Regions from separate parts of the Rattus norvegicus genome. Here regions 2, 3 and 4 are each linked to region 1. The links are chromatin contacts, called in public Hi-C maps. All regions are on one chromosome and are shown on one strand. The core of a region is the stretch at or near the end of the contact, and the rest is flanking DNA. Distances in the headings are between cores, read along the strand shown. Region 1 holds the start of Apbb2 (amyloid beta precursor protein binding family B member 2). Region 2 overlaps Apbb2 (amyloid beta precursor protein binding family B member 2). Region 3 overlaps Apbb2 (amyloid beta precursor protein binding family B member 2). Region 4 overlaps Apbb2 (amyloid beta precursor protein binding family B member 2).

Region 1 (3,938 bases), core at 614-3,113:
ACACCAGAATAGGGTCCCAACCTGAGTCGTTTCTCAAAGGCTCTGAGTAAGTGTGGTACATGGTGTTCTCCTGAGAACTTTCTGAAGGCATCTACCAATCGAACGCATCAAGTTCAAAAGGACAGTGGCAGACATCTTGCACCTGTGACATCCCCCACACCCACACTCCACAGATGAGACCACTCCCCACTCCACTACCCTTGTTCCCACCACATTTCTGCCTGCCTGGGGGGATAGGGGTCCCCATCCTCAGGACAAATACTATCTTACCAAACAGATTCCATTCCTAAGATTCTCCAAATTCTAAGAAACCCAAATTTTTCTTTCAAACGGAAACAAGACAAAGCCTGTTCCTAAGTTCATAAAGAAATGCCCCCCTCAAGAGCCCTGTTTTCATAAGGTCAGCCACAAGGATTCAGGTACTACTACCATGGCCCTTTCTGTAATATCATGATGAGAAAGAAAATAAGATTTAAGGTACCAAATCCTAAAACAACAGATAAGCGGTCATAATTTATTCTTAAATTGGTAAAATGATAAAACAAATAACAAAAAGGGCCAGCCTCACCAAGTTTCTTATTTCTTGATATCAAATGATATTGCTGTTATCATTTTATGATGCCCCTTTATGACTTTCATTTAAGACACCGGGCACAAGGCAAAGCCAGTGACAGGACTTTTTAAAACTGCCCCCTCTAAGAGCTCATTGGGTTTTAGACACTGACCTAATTCTCTCTATGTGAACCCTCTCCAGCCATCCACTCCATCCGCAAGCGATCGGGACAGTCGTGGCTGTGCAGAATCTTGCTACAGAACGGTTCCAATTTTCCATCTGATTTATCCAGCTTTTTTCTTTAAGTCCCACACTCCCTTGGCCTTTTGAGCTTGACCTCCTGTTTTCAGACCTCTTCATCAATGGAGAGACCACCTATCATTGTTTCTACGGGACTCCGCATCCCTCCCTCCGCCCAGCTAGTTTTCGTCGCACAAATGTCATTTCTGGCGTCTGAGCCACCATTCCTCCCAGCGGGCAGCAGTGGGGCGTTCGGGATCCCGATGACCGGCTTCCCTGATCGGGCCCTCAGTACACAGCCATTTTCTAGTTAAAACGCTCTCAACGTTGCAGAGGGTACAACTTTGCCCCCTCCTCCTCTCTGGGTAGCTGGGCTCTCTGCACCCCAGGAGACGCTGGATAGGTTTCAGAGTCTCCAGCAAGAGCGCGCCGCCGGGCGGGCAGGCCGGCCCCAGGGCAAGGGGGCGTGCGCTACCGGTCGCCCGCGCCCACCCGCACTTTGCCCTCCGCAGTCTCCGCCCGGGCATAGCCCCGTGTCCTCGCCCGGCCCTGCCGAGCCCAAGCTCCGGGTGGGAGTGAGGGAGTAATGGGAGTGACCGGGCGAGCCCGCAGCCAGAGCACCGGCCCTGCGGCGTGGGGCGAGCGGGACTCCGCAGCAGGCGCCCGCTGCAGATGCGGCGGCAGCTGCTGCAGCTGCGGCTGCGGCTGAGCGACCGGCGGTGACCGCCAGAAACCGAGCAGCAGCCGCGAGGGCACAAGCAGCCAGGCTCGCCGGCTGCCCTGCTCCGGCGGCGCACTCCGGGTCATTCCTCAGATTCCCGGGCTGAAGGCATGGAAGGAAGCGGGGCTCACCAGCGCTGCGCGGCGATCGATCGGCTCTGAACCCGGGTCCTAGGTTTCGCAGCCCGCTGAGCGCCCGGATCAGCTGCGGGCTGCAGCACGCGAGCTTCCTACTTAGAGCAGCACTGGCTCCGGCGACTGAGCATGCCCAGTGCGGCTCCGCGAGGCCCGCGCAGGGAGCAGCGGCGGCGAGATTCCACTTCTCCAGGCTTTGGCGGCGGCTGCGCGAGGAAAGGCTTGGAGGGGCCTGGCGAAGCCGGGCGAACCCAGCAAGGCGGGGCCGGGGGCGGAGGCCGCGGCGGAAGGGGGCGGGCCGCGCTCCCAGGGCGACCCCTGCAGGTGGAGGCGGCCCGGCTTTGGCACAACAGAGAGGCAGGGGGCGCCAGGGTGACACCCAGAGGCTGGGGGTGCGGGACAGCCCGGGTATCCCCTCCAGGTGGCCTAGCGTCTGTCTGCACCAAAAGGCAGTTTGGGGAACTCTTCAGTCACACGTCTGCGTTCCTTTAGAATGGAAAATTATCACAAGATGAAGCTGCCTACAGCCTTCCTGGCTAACTGGACGTTAAAAGGTGAAACTTCTGCCTTCTGCCTCCTCATCCCCAACGCCCAGACATATGCCACACACGAACATTCCTGCACTGGAAAATCACAGCGAGATAACGCCAAGCAAGAAATACATCTGCGAAAAGGAAAAACATAATCTACTTGCTACCTGTTTGTTAGCCAGGAAGTAGTGGATTTATTGAAGGCACCTGGAGGGCCTTAACTGTTTCTTCACCAAGCCAGAGGGAGTTAAACTGATGCCTAGGTCACACTCAACTGAGAAAGGTTGCTGAAGTAGCATGCTAGGTCCCTTTCCCCGGGCCAAATGAGTGGTTGTGCTGTATTGCACAAGCTCCTGTAAGTAACAAATTCCCAGGTGCTGATGTGGCTGCCATCTGAGGACTAGTCATGAGGACTCTAATGTCTAATACAGAGACAATGCTACCTACTACCTCCTTTAAAAAGGTAATTCTGAAAATAACTGTAACTACTAAGTAATGACCCTTTTCCAACGCACTCCTCCCTCAGATAATAAACTCAGATTCATCCTCCCTAGTGGAGATGGGCATGAGTTTATTGAGGCTCCACAAGTTCCCCTTACTAGACCTGGGAGTACAAGCAAATTTAAAATCCCAGTCCCTGCCTTCATGGTGTTTACGGTCCAGCAATGACTGACATGCACTGAATAGTTTCTATAAAATGCCATCTTCACCATCTCCATACACAAGGTGTTGACATGTAAAAGAGATGGGTTGTTGGGAATGGGCAGAACGCCATGTGTTGGAGGAATCTTTTATCCTATAGCCTTTTCTATGATCAATATTTCCCTCAGACTCTGCAGAAGGCCAACAGTACTACTACAGAAAATTTTCCATAAATCTATGCAAGTTCATTCTTGGAACTGAGCCTCTGCATCCCAAGACTTAACGAGCTGTGAACCGTCGACAGTCAAAAACCAGGGAAAAAATATTGAGGGGAAAAAACTGTAGAGGGCCTTGAGACACCGGCTACTGTGTCCTTCACGCCCACACAGAGGAGGAAATGAATCCAAGCCCACCCTGCATGTCTTTCATTGCAGTGATCTCAGCAGGCTACTACACCAAGTCCCCTTCCACCTTGATCTCCTTGCCCGCCAACGTCCAGAGCCTACCCTATCACCCGATTCTCCCGGGCTCCCGGGTCGAACCGCGCCTGCCCCCTCCAGGCGGTCTCCTTAGATACGCAGGAAAACCCGTGCTGGAGTCCGCTGTGGCGGCGGGGCGGGGCGCGCAGGCGCGGTGGGCTCCAGGTTGGGCGGAGGCGGCGCCCTGCTCCACACCTGATGCAATCACCCTTCCGGAAAGCCCCAGGGTCTCCAGGATCACCGCCGAAACGCTTCCGCGCCTGCTCCCGCTTCGGCCTCCCAGCCGGGTCGCCTGCTTCGTAGGCTCTTGCCCCTAGCGGCCTGCAGGAGGAGTCGGGAAGTCACCTCCCAGCCTTCTGAATACTTGGATGTCCCTATAGTGAGGGGCCGGCTACGGAGCATCCTGCAGCTGCTGGAGGAAATTCCCGTAGTTATTTCCAGGGAGGACTGGCAGAACTGGAACGCTGGCTTTGAACTCTCCTTTGCTTCCTTCCTGCACCCTACCCACAATTTCTTCTCTCTTCCTGAAAGGGACGTTTAAGGTGGAATGGATTGCCAGGTGCCCTGGCCAGCTAAGTAGGCAACCTCACCTTAGCTGGGCTGGAGAAAGCCTGCCAGTGCACACTCATGTTATAAATA
Region 2 (4,226 bases), core at 1,274-3,773, 97 kb before region 1:
AAAGTAAGATTATAGTGGAGGTCACAGATGAAAGGAAACTGACGCCAAGAGACGTGTGATGTCTCCTGTATTAGAGCAATTATTCCTTTCTTTTTTTTTTTAAACCTCAACTCTGTTCTGAAGCAATAGTTGAATCCTATGAAAGAAAAGAAATACAAGAAAAAAAAATGGCAGGTGAAAATCAGTCAGCGAATACCTCAGCTTAGATGCACACATGATGAAGAGTTGGCATACCGTAAGATCCTAACAATTCTGCATCCTGTACGCTTTTTGGTGGTGAACCCTGTACATACATGGATACTTCCAATAAACCTTCCAAAGGGTCCTATCCTACATTGACTGGACACATCTAGCCATGGAAGGCACGTGACTTCACTCTGTGCCCACCCTGGGACGAACAGGGAGTAAGGGTGAGCACCCATGAAACACCTGGTGTAAGCAAACGCACGCACCCAAGTTCCACAGCTTTGAGTAGTTATTTAGAACTCAGCATACCTGAAACAGAATTGATCCCACCAGACAAGATGCCCGTTTCCCTCTCTCCCTAGCCTATCTGAGGTCAAAACTGCAGCCCCTTCCCCCATTCTCTTCCCAGTGGTCCATCTCGTCAACCCCCTCTGCACATAGGCTATTCAGCCTTGAATATCCCAGGTCATCTTCCTCAGTGTCTTCCCACCTTTGGCACCTCTGACCACACAGCAGTGACTGCAAACTCCCTAAAACCTAAACGTGTTTGCTATGCTGTCTCACTTTAAAAAGAAAAGCACCCTAATTCTGTAAAATAATTTTTATCATTTTCTACCTATCCCTGAAGAGAGAGATGAGCAGTCATAACATGGAAATAAGCTTGTCCAAGGACACGGAATTATGGGGCTGATACTCAGCCCATGCTCGTCTGCTTATATCCTCACACTGACATGACACGTGCTGTACTATTTGTACTTTAGTACAGTTGTCTGTCCTTAAACTCAGCACAGGTCTTCAAAAAGCCAAAGGGGAAGGAACGCATCTTGCCCATCCTTGTGCGCTCTCAGGACCTAGCAGCAGTGATAACTCATGCTCACTGACTTCTGCTTTGAGGTGCTACCCAGAAACCATCTTTCTTTCTGCTCTTCATCCCCACACAGCCAAAAGTCTCCTCTTGGCCCGTCACACATTTCTACAGCAGCACACGCTGAGTGGCAGCCCCTGCCTGCGGAGCACATAGAAGGCACTTTAAAATGTTTACTGAATGAAATGATTGCCTGTGAGACAGCCAGGTCTCTCTCTAAAGCAACTTGTTTGTTTGTTTTAATGATTTCATTTTTATCCTTATCGCATATCGAGGGCTAACTCAAGAAACAGTGACAGAGAACATGAAGACCTGAGCACAGAATTGGCTGTTGGGGTCTCTGTTTACCCGCTTCCCTGGGTGAGGAATTCTAGAGCAGCAACCCCAAATTTTAGTGCACATGTAAGCACACTCCAGTGGTTAGGATTCAGAGTGTCTGCAGTGGAATCCAAGTCTGCATTTCTTTCTGTTTGTTTGTTTTTTATTTTATTTTATTGGTTTCTTTGAACACTGCATTTCTAACAACCTCCCAGGAGGTGCTAATGTGCTAAATGCTATTGAGCATGATCTGGAGTCTAAGAAGGCAAGGTACAGATTAAAAAATGTTAATGTTATTGTCTCGATTTCTTCTCCTGCTCCTCTAGAATTTTCAAGTAACTCTGTGACGACTTGTGCTACAGGAAATAAAATATTTAAATGCTAAATATGCACATGCAAAAAACAAAAACAAAACAAAACAAAACAGTTGTATGTTTGGACATTTCCATCCAGTAAGGCGACCTCTTTATTTAAGGATGTTAAAAAGACTAAAGAGACAACATTGATATATTTAGCAATTCCCCTCTCTTCTCATTTGAAGCAGAGTAAAAGAAAACAGTAGTTATCCTCAACCTACAGAGTTACAATGCACAAGCGCTGCTTGTCTCAGGTTCCCTGGGAAGAGAGAGAGAATATGAGAATCGGCTGGGTTGGAATACAATAAGAAGAGGCAATTCAAAATAAGGACAGAAGAGAAAGCAACCAGGTGCTGTGCTGAACCTCTTCCAACTGGGTCACAGAACCAGGTGGAAGTAGAAACAAAGTGTCCTTCTCAGGGCAGAGGTGCAGGGGAGCTGAGTCCGCAACAGGACTCCATGGGATAAATTAAGGAAGAGTTCGCTGCACATCTGCTAGTAAGTAAGGGAGAACTGCTCCTGAGAGTGCCACCCCCTTCAGTAGCACGACCAAAGCGTTTCACAGGGAAATGTCCCAAAGTGTGCTGCTCCTCTTCTGGGGCTCCAGCAGGTGCTGCCTTACACTTCCTGAGCTGTAGAAGGTGCAGCCTTGGGTGGCAGGCATTTCCCCTCAGTGATTCCAGACACTTGCAAGACTTCGGGTAGCTATGGTCCAGCAAGAGCTACAGTGGGGAGGAAGCCCTAGCCGCTCACAGTACACCCGGAGTCTCCGGATGAAAAGCAAAGCTAGAGTTGCCTCTTCACTCTGTCCACTCCAGGTAGGGTGTCCCCCAGGCTCTGTGTATTCAAACCGGGACTCCACCCACACTCCTCTTTTTATGGTTTTCTTATGCTTGTTTTCTTTTCTTTTTTCTTTTCTTTCTTTTTTTTTTTTTTTTTTTTGGCCTTAAAGGAAAATTGTGAAACTCACTGTGAAATTCCACCCTAAGGACTAAAACCAAGACTCTTACATAAGGCTTGCAGATGCAATGAAGCCACAAATCATTTCTGTGGTGTCTACTCAGTGCTATTCAGGATGTGGTTTCATATCTGGGAGGCTGAGACCCAGGAGACGATGTGGGCTCAACAGAAAACAATGCGTCACTGTATACTGAATTCTGAGTCTAGCTTAGAGTTATCTAAAATAAGGAAGCAGTTACAGAGCTGGGCAAATGTGACCACTTGATATTTTAAAACCAGCTTCAGTCATCACCATGAGAGAGAAAGTCAGGATTCATTTGTACTTCATCTACGTACTTTACTAAAATGTGAAGTGTTTTGTTTTGTTTTTTTTATTTTTAGTCACATTGGCAATAGACAGGGGTGATGCAGGGGACCTGCAACAACTTCCCATGCTCCGGAGTCTCAGGCTATCTCACCTGCAAGTTAAAGAGACTTCAGTGCTGAGGAGTAAGCACAGTGAGAGACACGGTCCTCTGCCGTAATTCTAATTGATAATTAACTCAAGACATTAAAGGAGATCATATTTGGTAACTTTCACTATGGGCGAATACTAAGTACGTTTAGGAACCAGCATTAATTTTGTTGGAAATGATGTTTCTAAATAATGCTGGTTCCCTATTCTGGATATGTGGTTTTGTTGTGGATCTATAATTTGCTTCAAAATACCTCATCAAAACCATAATAATGTATGTATGTATGTATGTATGTATGTATGTATGTATGCACACACATGTGTATATATGTATGTATGTGTATGCAGATAAGTATGTATGCATGCATGCACATGTGTATATATGTATGTATATGCAGATAAGTATGTATGCATGCATGCACATGTGTATATATGTATGTATGTGTATGCAGATATGTATGTATGCATGTATGTATGTATGTATGTATGTATATTTACTGAGCTCACATGAATAGGAAAGAATACTAATAATAATGGAAATAATATTAGGTTACCTAGGGAAACTTCCTTCCTTTTCCTATGTCAGCTGTGTGTCAAGCAAGAGTTATTCCATGTTCTGAGAGAAAGCAGAAGTGAAACAGGGCAGATCTGACTTGCAGTCAAAACTAGAGACATGTGAACAAACCAGGCACTGCTAACAGTGTGTCCTTTGTGTCAGCCCACAGATTCCTAGCACGTGTGCCACTGTACCGTAAGATGTTAATAACAGGGAAACGAGGCGGAGTGGTACACAGGAACTCTGCACGGCCCCTCCTTTCCATAAGCCTAAAGCTCCACTTCCAAAAGACTGAAAAGAACGAGTGCCCATCTGTTTGTGGGCTCGTTTTGCTTTTGCTCGTGCAGCTAAAACCCAATAGGGAAGATGCCAATAAAGATGAGGAGGGCTGGCGGGTGATGGCCTCCATCCCTCCTTGTTTGTCAAGCAGCAGCTGTTCTGTGATGGGAGGAGGTTCGGGCTAGCCTTGGGCTAGCCTTCAACTCCAGATCTCCGGCCTGGGCCTCTCAGGTGCTGGGGCTAGAGACATGT
Region 3 (4,397 bases), core at 487-2,986, 72 kb before region 1:
ATATCTGTAATACTCCTGGGTCCCAGGCAGTCCACTGAAAGGGCATCACTGTGTAGCATTTCACTTAGAAATTCAAAACCCCAGTGTCTAGGAACACTTGAGGGCTGACAAACAAACAGAACGTTCCTAGAAACGCATTTTCTTGTTCTAGTCCATAAAGTTAGCAGGCAGAAATCCTATCCAAATGTCACTCTCACTGGTGTGCTGCACATCCATCCTTTAATTAACTGACCTCCTAGGAAGATCTAACTGCTTCACAGGATCCTCTAAGTTACTCTGTCCGGATGCTCTAAGCATCCTACAAAACAGAACACAGGGTAGAATCCACCCTGGGGGCCTTGATGACAACACTCACTCCAGACAGCCCATGTCCAGAGAGGTCAAAGGCTTTCCCTCTGCCAAACCTCGAGGAAGTGGTAAGTCCTGAAAACTCTGACCTCTCCACTCTGACCCTGCACAGACTCCTCCCCCACTGAGACACCTCACATGCACCTCAGAAGAAACATGTTAAATGTGGAACAGTAAAGTCAGAATGGACAGGAACGGGTTCAAATGAAGCCGAAATGCAGGCAGGAAGACAAAAGAGGTTTCAACTCCACAGCTCTGCCCACAATGCTCTCACAGAAGGAACAATGGCTATACTGTGCAGTGGTGGCAGGTGTCCTCAACAGACACTGCCCATCAAGCTGAGAGCTTTCTGGTCCTAGTGCTGGCTTCATTAATAACAGGACAATCCCTCCAGTTCAAAGCAAGGCTTTCAGCAGGATACAACTATGCCTGTACCACACCACCTGCCACCTGCGAGAGGCAGGAAAGACACATGCTCGCCTGTATTAAGAGTAAGTGACTCACTTGGTGGCGCACCTTTCCTCCCAGGTCTCTATGAGTTTGAAGCCAGCCTTGTTCACAAAGTGAGTTCCAGGACAGCCAGGGCTACACAGAGAAACCCTCTCAAACAAACAAACAAACAAACAAACAAACAAACAAAGAGTAAGTGATTTTGGTAACAAGTCGTAGGCGTATGCCTCTAAAATCATAGAAACATTAAGGAAAAGACATTGGCAATTTAGAAAAGAAAAACAAGACACAAAAACAAAAACAAAAAAAAAATGATCTGTGCGACTCAGAGAAGCAAGTACCTTCTTCCTGTCCTTCAGAGCCATTTCTTTGAAACAAAACCACTTCTGCTTCTGCTAAGCTGTCCGCTCGCTCGCAAGGCCCATCCGTGTGCATCAGATGCCTAAGATTCTCGTAGAGTATGGCTAGCTTGAAGGGCACAGGGAGACACAGCAAGGACCAATTCAACCGTTCCCTGAAAGTCCTTGGAGGGGGCCTTCCCAGCCCCTTCTCCTACCTCCTCCTCCTACTGTGTCATGGGGATAACAAAAGCCTCAGGTGTGAGGGAGCAGCAACAGGGATGCCCGGCTCAGTCACACCCAGAGAAGAGCACAAAGGCTCTGGCTGGTGCTGGATGACAATGAAAGGAGGAAAGCTTGTTTTCTACCCAAAACCACTGCTCTACTCACACCCCCACCATCCACACATGGCTGCACCCATGAGAGAACACAGCAGGGGCCATTAGCTGTTTCCCTCAGTCAGCGCCTCAGCTCTAATACTAAAGCCCAAAGTCCACACAAGCAAAAGGGCTGACATTCTTGCTGATGTTTTCCAAGGGCACCAGAGCTGTGTGATCACCATTGCTGTGTGACAAGTCATGATCTAGCAATGCCTTACAGTCATCTGTCAGAGAATGTCATGGTTCAAATTTAGCAGTCTGGTTAGAACGCTGACGTACCAACTGCAAAGTGGAGTTACCAAATTATCTCTCTCGGTAGATGCCCAAACAAAAACGAGAGTGACGTGAGATAAGGTGCCCTGAATGCCGGCATCTTGGCTATGTGCTGTTGGGGCTTGGGCTGCAGCTACATGGCTCTGACAAAATGTCCACCCAGGAATCTCTACCCTTTGGGGGCCTGAATGTTGGGCCAGCATTTTTCTCTTCCTCGTCTAGTATCCTGTGGAAGATTTCTGCTTCCTGGGCAAGATTCCAGAACCGTCAGCAGAACTCATTTATTACTGCTTAAATTTCTACCTCAAAATGACCAGGCATGCAAGACAAGAAAGAGCAGCTGGAGAATGGACCTCTCAGAGCCATTAGAGTGTGATTTGAAGAACTCAGATTGGAGGCTTGAGTGATGATGGCTCACTGGCTGAGCATGTCTGGCCACCTAAATTGAGATTCCCAGCACCCATGCTAAGGCTAGGCACGGCCATGTTTCATCTATGACCACAGTGCTGGGGGTGGGGGGCTGGAGGTGGACGGGGTGGGGGGAAGGGGGAGGGAGGAAGGGGAGAGGGACAAAAACAGGAGGAATGCCACCAGCCCAGCTCCAGGTTCAGCTAGAGAATGATACAGCAGGATGCTCAACCTCCTTCTCTGGCCACCGCACACATCAGTGGAGTGCACAGGCGTGTGTACATGCAAAACACACACCCACAATAAATAAATAATAAGTAAATAGAATAACGGGTTGTTGGTGCTGATTAATTTACATTTCAAATGAATGAAAAACAAACACAAGTTGTTTGAAAGGAACACTAGTTTAAATCCCTACCACCACCATGATGAAGTGTTCTCCTAGGCCCCTACCACAGGTAACCCAGAAGACTCCTGTAAATGATCCACACTGGCACCCAGGAGAGCATGTGATTGGTGATGATGATGTACCACTTGGAAGACACTGCATTACTAACTCTCTCTGCCATAGTTTGAAATAAAGAGGGTCTCGACTGGGGAAAGCAGAGAGAAATTTCTGCTAACCAATATTCAGAAGCTATTTGGGAAAGCGTATGGAAGTCACAATATTTAGAGCCTGTAGTTCTAGCTCCGCTACTTATGACCCAAGACCCTGTGAGAGAACTAACTTGGTTAATCCTTGGTTTCACGTTCATTGAACCAGGGTGATGGTATCAGCCAGGCTCTTAAAGGCACCAATTATTGGAACCAATTAAGACGGCATGGTAGAAACTGCAAAGCACCATGTCAATCAACAAACAGTTACCAAGAAGCTACAGTGCTGCCAGAGTCGGTGCTGTGCAGACACCGAGAAAAAGTCACACAGCCTCTTCCGAGGCAGAATACAACCTTCTCGGAAATGTGAGCTCACTTGTGCCATAGCTGACGCAGTGCAATAGTGCCATAGCTGACGCAGTGCAATAGTGCCATAGCTGACGCAGTGCAATAGTGCCATAGCTGACGCAGTGTACCTAACTGCTCTCTGATTAAACCTGAGACCCATACGAGGGAAGAGAAACCATGCCTAGTACTGTGAAGTGAGTCAAAAACTCACGGTGAGGAAAGTCACAGGCCCTGGTGGTTACCTTACCACTGCTTAGCTAAAGTGGCATAGTATCTCACTCTGCAAGTGACTGCAGACTCTGGCTACTCAAGGTGCTAAGAATATGTGACAACTGAACGATGAAATATACACAGGACACTTCTACCATCCCCTTAAAGGAAGGCTCAGGGAACACAGTAGAAGGTTGGGAAGAATGTGAGAGTCAGAAGAAAGAGAGAAAGATGCAAAATGCTACCTTCTGGGCATGCGACAGCCTTCCCAATCACAGACTCACAGCAACTGTTGTTACTTGCACTGGGCCAGCACAGACTGGCCCTGTCAACAATCAGTCAAAGACTTGGGGCGGAGCTTAAAGGGCTCTACCCCTTCCTGGGAATTATTGACTACTGGTAAATTCTAGGAGAGGTGAGTCACTGTCTTCAGTTGTGTGAGCCTACAAGGTTCCAGTGAATACTCTCAAAATCCATGGTCACACTGATGGCCTTGGTAACACTCAGGTCACAAATGGAAATGAGACAGATATAAATGTAGCTACAGACAATATACATGTTCCAAATACACAGGCCCACTCATGCTGCTTTGGTTACAGTACAATGGTTTTTTTAATAAGCAAACTCTCCAAGCGAAAGTGTTAACAGTAACGTTCTAACTTGTCTGAAAGCAGTAATTACTTTTTATGTTGATCTTCAAGGCCTATTCTACAATACAACCAAACAGCCGCCACTATATGGAAGGCACATTAGAAAGAATACAGTAGAATACAGTGCACGACTCTGTGTGTGTGTGTGTGTGTGTGTGTGTGTGTGTGTGTGTGTGTGTGTTGGCATGGAGTATAACACTCCTCCACATCCCCTCCCTCACTCCCAAGGAAAAAGAAAGAATGCTGGAATTCATCCAACCCCAACAACGACAACAACCCCAGTTTTAACAAGGGGCATATCAGTTATTTTAGAAGCATTTCTAAAAGTATTTATTTTAGAAACTAAATTCAAGTTCAATTTTTAACATGCCAAATGGCTGTCTTAGCAAAGTTTCTAT
Region 4 (4,511 bases), core at 1,042-3,541, 130 kb before region 1:
AACCTAAGCAGCAGCAGGCTGACACCAGCAGGTAAAAGCAGGAAGAACTGGGGTGGGGAGCGGGGTTGACAGTGGCCTCCACATACACACTCCCACTTCAGGCTTTTCCCAGAAGGGTTAAGAATGGCACAGCAGCATGGCTTCTGTAATAAACGCTGGTAATGGGGAAGCAGGAATGTTCATTAGAAACTGAACACAACGAGAAACACCTTAAAGGGCAGATGTGCAGTCTCAGGCCGGTTGTGTGTTCTCAAAAGCCCTGGGGCTGTTTAAAGGGCTGCCTATTCTATGCTGAATGAGATCCAGGCCACCACTGGAATGACTGCTCATCACTGGGATCAGTCACCTCAGAGCTGATACCAAAGCCAGCAGATGCCACTGACCAGGCCGTTCAGTTCTGTATCCCTGGAGCACGGCAGACAATCGGCACACAATAAATGTGGGATAAATCAATAAACCAGTATATGAGTGAATAATTTGCCTGACCAAGAGGTAAGAAGGCCAATTAAAGGGTGAGAACAGAAACAGCCTGGCTGTCTTACCCCTCACTGACTCAAAGGGAAACTGTAAATCACATCCAACTACATTTATTTTACACAAAAGAGCTTTTATTAACTCGTAAATAAATAGCGACGGCCAGCCAGTCTCCGAAATTATGGAAAGATGCTCTTTAAATAGGAAACAAGTAGGTGCAAAGATTCTGAGCAAACAAAGGACCAGGACGTGGAGGCTGCATCAGTCTCCCTGCTTTGCTACCCTCCTGAAGGGCAGGATCATCATTCTAGCAGTATGGCGCCTCTCCTCCCAGATGTTCTTCCCCGGCAGCCTGCTTGGCTTTCACCCGTGGGGACCACAGACAGGAAGTGAGGAGAGCCTCACGACCTTGAGAATTATGAAAATTCACCCCAGGTGCAGGCTGTGTTTCTGTCCTGATGTGTATGCGACGCTACTACGATTTCCCTTTTAATCAAAAGGCCCGAGGTATTGCAGATCCTACAGAGCACACCTCACACATCACACAGGACACTGTAGTATCTGTCTGGAAAGGACCTCAGTAGCTGAGCCTATAAAGCTGAGGGGTGAGTTCCTAGCCTGCACTATGCGACAGGAGTTCATTTTTGTGTTTGTGTTGTTGTTGTTTTCTTCGACTGTGAGAAAGTAGCTTGATCCTTCCAGTCTGTTCTACCATGTTGGTAACAACACACACACACACACACACACACACACACACACACACACACACACATCTCCAATGCCCAGGTGTAGAGCACCTTGCATACACCTGGCTTGCCCTGGGCCACAGAGCACACTGGCAGCACAGAAATGAACCTCTGAGCCAGCCATTCCCCGTTCCTGCTCTCAAGAAGGCAAGGGAGCAGGATAAACACACTCCTCACTTGGATGCAGGCCAGGGGATGAAAGGAATCTATCGGCCAGTCCAAAGTGGTTAGTGTGCAGCTTTTTAATTACTGTATTTACAATACTACCCATAACATATTCCCCACCACAAATGTTCCAGCAGGTCATTAATCCTTGACAAATACATTAATGTTCCTCCCCCCCATACCCCTGCAAATTCTTGTTGTGCTGACAGGGAACAAAAATGCTAAGAATTCTCTTCAAAGTAAATACTTTATGTCAACAGCCCTAGCTGCCACTGGTCCTCCGTTAACTATTTCAAGATAGTATTCCAGTGTAAGTATTGGGCGCTACTGACCTTAAAGATGAATTTGCAAACAAAATTTGTAGAACTAGCTTTGCCTGATACAACATTTTTGTCAGAGGAACAGTGGTGTGAACTCCCAAGAAGGTGGCTTGCGCTCTTCAAAGATAACATATTCTGTGACTCATTAACTCACAAAACACCACTGCCAGGTGGAATGCTAAGACTTCTGCTTTTTAAAAAACCTCAAGAATTAGTCACTGAGAATGGTCAAGATTTTCACAATAATTGAAGGATTACCTGTCTCAGCACTAAATGGGTTTAATTTCAACCACAGGCCATTAATGTTTCTCTCAGAGAATTCAAGGTATGATTAATCATTGTTTGGGAGCTCACGATCATCGGTGACACCACGAATTATTTTGCTGTGTTGGAACATAAGCACAGGCACTCCGAGGAAAAGGAACAAGTCTGCGGTGAGCAGGCAGGAGCTGTGAGCCATGAAACACACAGGACAAACTGACAGAACGCCTGCTGAAGCTCCATTAGCAGCTATAACTGAACTACACAGAATCAGAGATGACGGCAAGTTATCGATCCAGGCCTGGAGCCAAGAGCACAGACAGACAGACTAATTTCACGTGTGAGCTGCTGGGACCTGGGCTGGGTGACCTGGCAAGATTCTCAGAACCTATAGGGGTGCACAGAGCTCTTGTCCTCAGGCTCGAGGTCTGTCTGCCTGTCTCCCCTTTTCCTCAACTCAGCAATGGTTTTAAAAACCAAAGTACTGGAGTATAAGAAAACAAAGATTAACATACCAGGCTACAAACAAGGTCTGAAGTGTGCTAGGCTGACTGAACACACAGGTTGTTGAGATGCCTTCTTTGTTTATTTATTAGCTCTTAGAAAATTCCAGTATTAGTTCTTAAGCTTTTGAAGTCACATAGTACAAATATAGGCAAGTCTAACACAGACCCTTTGATGTTGCTTGGTAAGTGACCCCTGTTCTTCCACAAGACTTCTTGAGAAATTTAGCAAGCGAAAATCTCCAAAATCAAAAGAAATAGTGGTTCTCCTGGGAGCTGTCTCTGGGAGTGCAGGAATGGTCTAGAAACCTGGAGAAGGGAAGGCTTTGTCTCTGTTTCAGTAGGACCTTGGGGAAAGGGGGTGTCAATTTGTCTGAGAAAAAGACAAAAGGCTCTAGAGAGAGAAAAACATGAATGAAACTTTTAAGTAGAAACAGAGTATATAAACCACCATGATACAGGCTTGGGTGATTTCCACTACCCTATCAAGGTTCTTTCTAAAAAACATTTATAATAATGATTATAATAATAGTATATGAGACAGGGTCTCATGTAGTCTAGGCTGGCCTGAGTCAAATATTTTTTTGATAATCATTGCTTCTTGGCTAATAAATGAAATGTCCTTATTGAAGAAGAAATACAAATATTATATTACTTCCAGATTTGAGTTTTTATTCTCTATTGTGTTTCCTGGTTGTGTTTCTTCTTTAGCATCTAGCTGAACCTCTTTCTTCTTTCTTTATACACTCTTCATGGGCTTTTCCTCTTGGTAAGCAGACTCCTTGCAGTAACTATTACAGAACATGTCTGCTACCTAGCAGTGTGAGAAACCTCATTATATACCTTATGCAGAGGGCACAGGGTTCTCATGCTCATATATGGCACTAGATAAATCAGGGTCATTAAACTCACAGGCTTTTCTTTTCTTCTGTTTCCACCCAGAAGGTTGGGAGTGAATGCAGTTAATAACTTGGTGATCTTTCGCTATTGGTAGAGCCGTGCTTCACCTGGACTCCTGAGCTTTGTTTCTCAGTCAAGAGAACCCACTTTTATGTAAGAGGTCATGCTTTTCAAAATGTAGTCACACCTTAACAGTTGTCATAAGGAAACTTTTTTCCAAAGTCGTACTGTGCTTAAATGTCAAAAATAAACAGCTTGGATCAGACTCTAAAGTGTAACCAGCACTGGCTAAGCCATGTTGAACCTGATTTCCTTCTTGCCTCTCAAGGATTGCTCCTCTGCCAATAGCAAGGCTTTATTGTTTTGTGTTATGTTGTTTGTTTTGTTTGGGGGAGTCATGTCTTAGTTAGGGTCTCATTGCTGTTGGGAGCTAGCTTACGGTTTTAGAGGTTTATTCCACTGTCGCCATGGCAGAAAGTACGGCAGCATCCAGGCAGACATGGTGCTGGAGAAGGAGCTGAGAGTTCTACATCTTGACCCGAAGGTCAAAGGAAGAGACTGTGAGTCATATCTTGTAATCGGAGACCTCAAAGCTCAACTCCACGGTGATAGTCTTCCTCCAACAAGGCCATACCTACTATGATAAGGCCACGCCTCTTAATAGCGCCATTGCCTAGGGCCAAGCACTCAAAACCATGAGTCTATGGGGACCATTCCTATTCAGACCACCACAGAGGCATATCTTATTTTTCTTAAAGAATTCTTTTTCTCTTTATTTGCTTTTACTTCTGTTGTTTTGTAAAACAAACAAACAAACAAACAAAAAACCACCCAAAAATCCCAAATGTTTACCAACAAAGACTCGGAAGGCAGATGCTGGCGTGAAAGAAAGCAAGCTAGTTCACAGGGGCAGAGGAAACACTCAGCTGACCTTCCTACTTCACTGACGTCCCAAAAGGAAAAGCCCTTCTCCTTTTCCTTGCTGTCTTAGAAATCCTTCAACTCAAAGACCCTCCTCTCTATTTATTTATGTCCATCTCCAGTCAACTGGTTGCTTGCTCCACCTCTTGACCTACGGTTTATTTAATCCTGTTTACAAGAAGCTCTTAGATTAAAGGGGTATGCAGGGCTGAGCCACACAA

What was found. A called contact is a pair of places that touch in the nucleus more often than the background predicts.
Region 2: a contact with region 1 is called in a Hi-C map of Schwann cells, with 3 times the contacts expected there. The contact joins the enhancer-like site here to the promoter of Apbb2 in region 1. A contact is called at or near these places in 5 of 12 Hi-C or Micro-C datasets (Schwann cells, frontal cortex, liver and 2 more) and 1 of 1 datasets of contacts at active chromatin or transcription factors (oligodendrocytes).
Region 3: a contact with region 1 is called in a Hi-C map of the A7r5 cell line, with 3 times the contacts expected there. The contact joins the enhancer-like site here to the promoter of Apbb2 in region 1. A contact is called at or near these places in 6 of 12 Hi-C or Micro-C datasets (the A7r5 cell line, Schwann cells, kidney and 3 more) and 1 of 1 datasets of contacts at active chromatin or transcription factors (oligodendrocytes).
Region 4: a Hi-C map of liver shows a contact between it and region 1, with 3 times the contacts expected there. The contact joins the enhancer-like site here to the promoter of Apbb2 in region 1. A contact is called at or near these places in 2 of 12 Hi-C or Micro-C datasets (kidney and liver).

What each region holds. Positions count from the first base shown.
Region 1 is chr14:41,909,712-41,913,649 of GRCr8, reverse strand. Apbb2 (amyloid beta precursor protein binding family B member 2) reads right to left here and starts at 1,863. Exons shown (of 17, transcript NM_001427465.1): 1 at 1,646-1,863.
Region 2 is chr14:42,006,933-42,011,158 of GRCr8, reverse strand. The region is part of intron 2 of Apbb2 (amyloid beta precursor protein binding family B member 2); the gene reads right to left. Among named protein-coding and RNA genes, the nearest start is that of Apbb2, 97 kb to the right of the region's middle. Within about 2 kb of position 2,523, at least 39 of the 93 cell types and tissues checked have an H3K27ac peak or open chromatin away from gene starts, as enhancers often do. A contact at or near this core is called in Schwann cells and prefrontal cortex, where this site is marked.
Region 3 is chr14:41,980,995-41,985,391 of GRCr8, reverse strand. The region is part of intron 1 of Apbb2 (amyloid beta precursor protein binding family B member 2); the gene reads right to left. Among named protein-coding and RNA genes, the nearest start is that of Apbb2, 71 kb to the right of the region's middle. Within about 2 kb of position 1,736, at least 21 of the 93 cell types and tissues checked have an H3K27ac peak or open chromatin away from gene starts, as enhancers often do. A contact at or near this core is called in the A7r5 cell line and kidney, where this site is marked.
Region 4 is chr14:42,035,056-42,039,566 of GRCr8, reverse strand. All of the region lies in intron 2 of Apbb2 (amyloid beta precursor protein binding family B member 2), which reads right to left. Among named protein-coding and RNA genes, the nearest start is that of Apbb2, 130 kb to the right of the region's middle. Within about 2 kb of position 2,291, at least 12 of the 93 cell types and tissues checked have an H3K27ac peak or open chromatin away from gene starts, as enhancers often do. A contact at or near this core is called in kidney and liver, where this site is marked.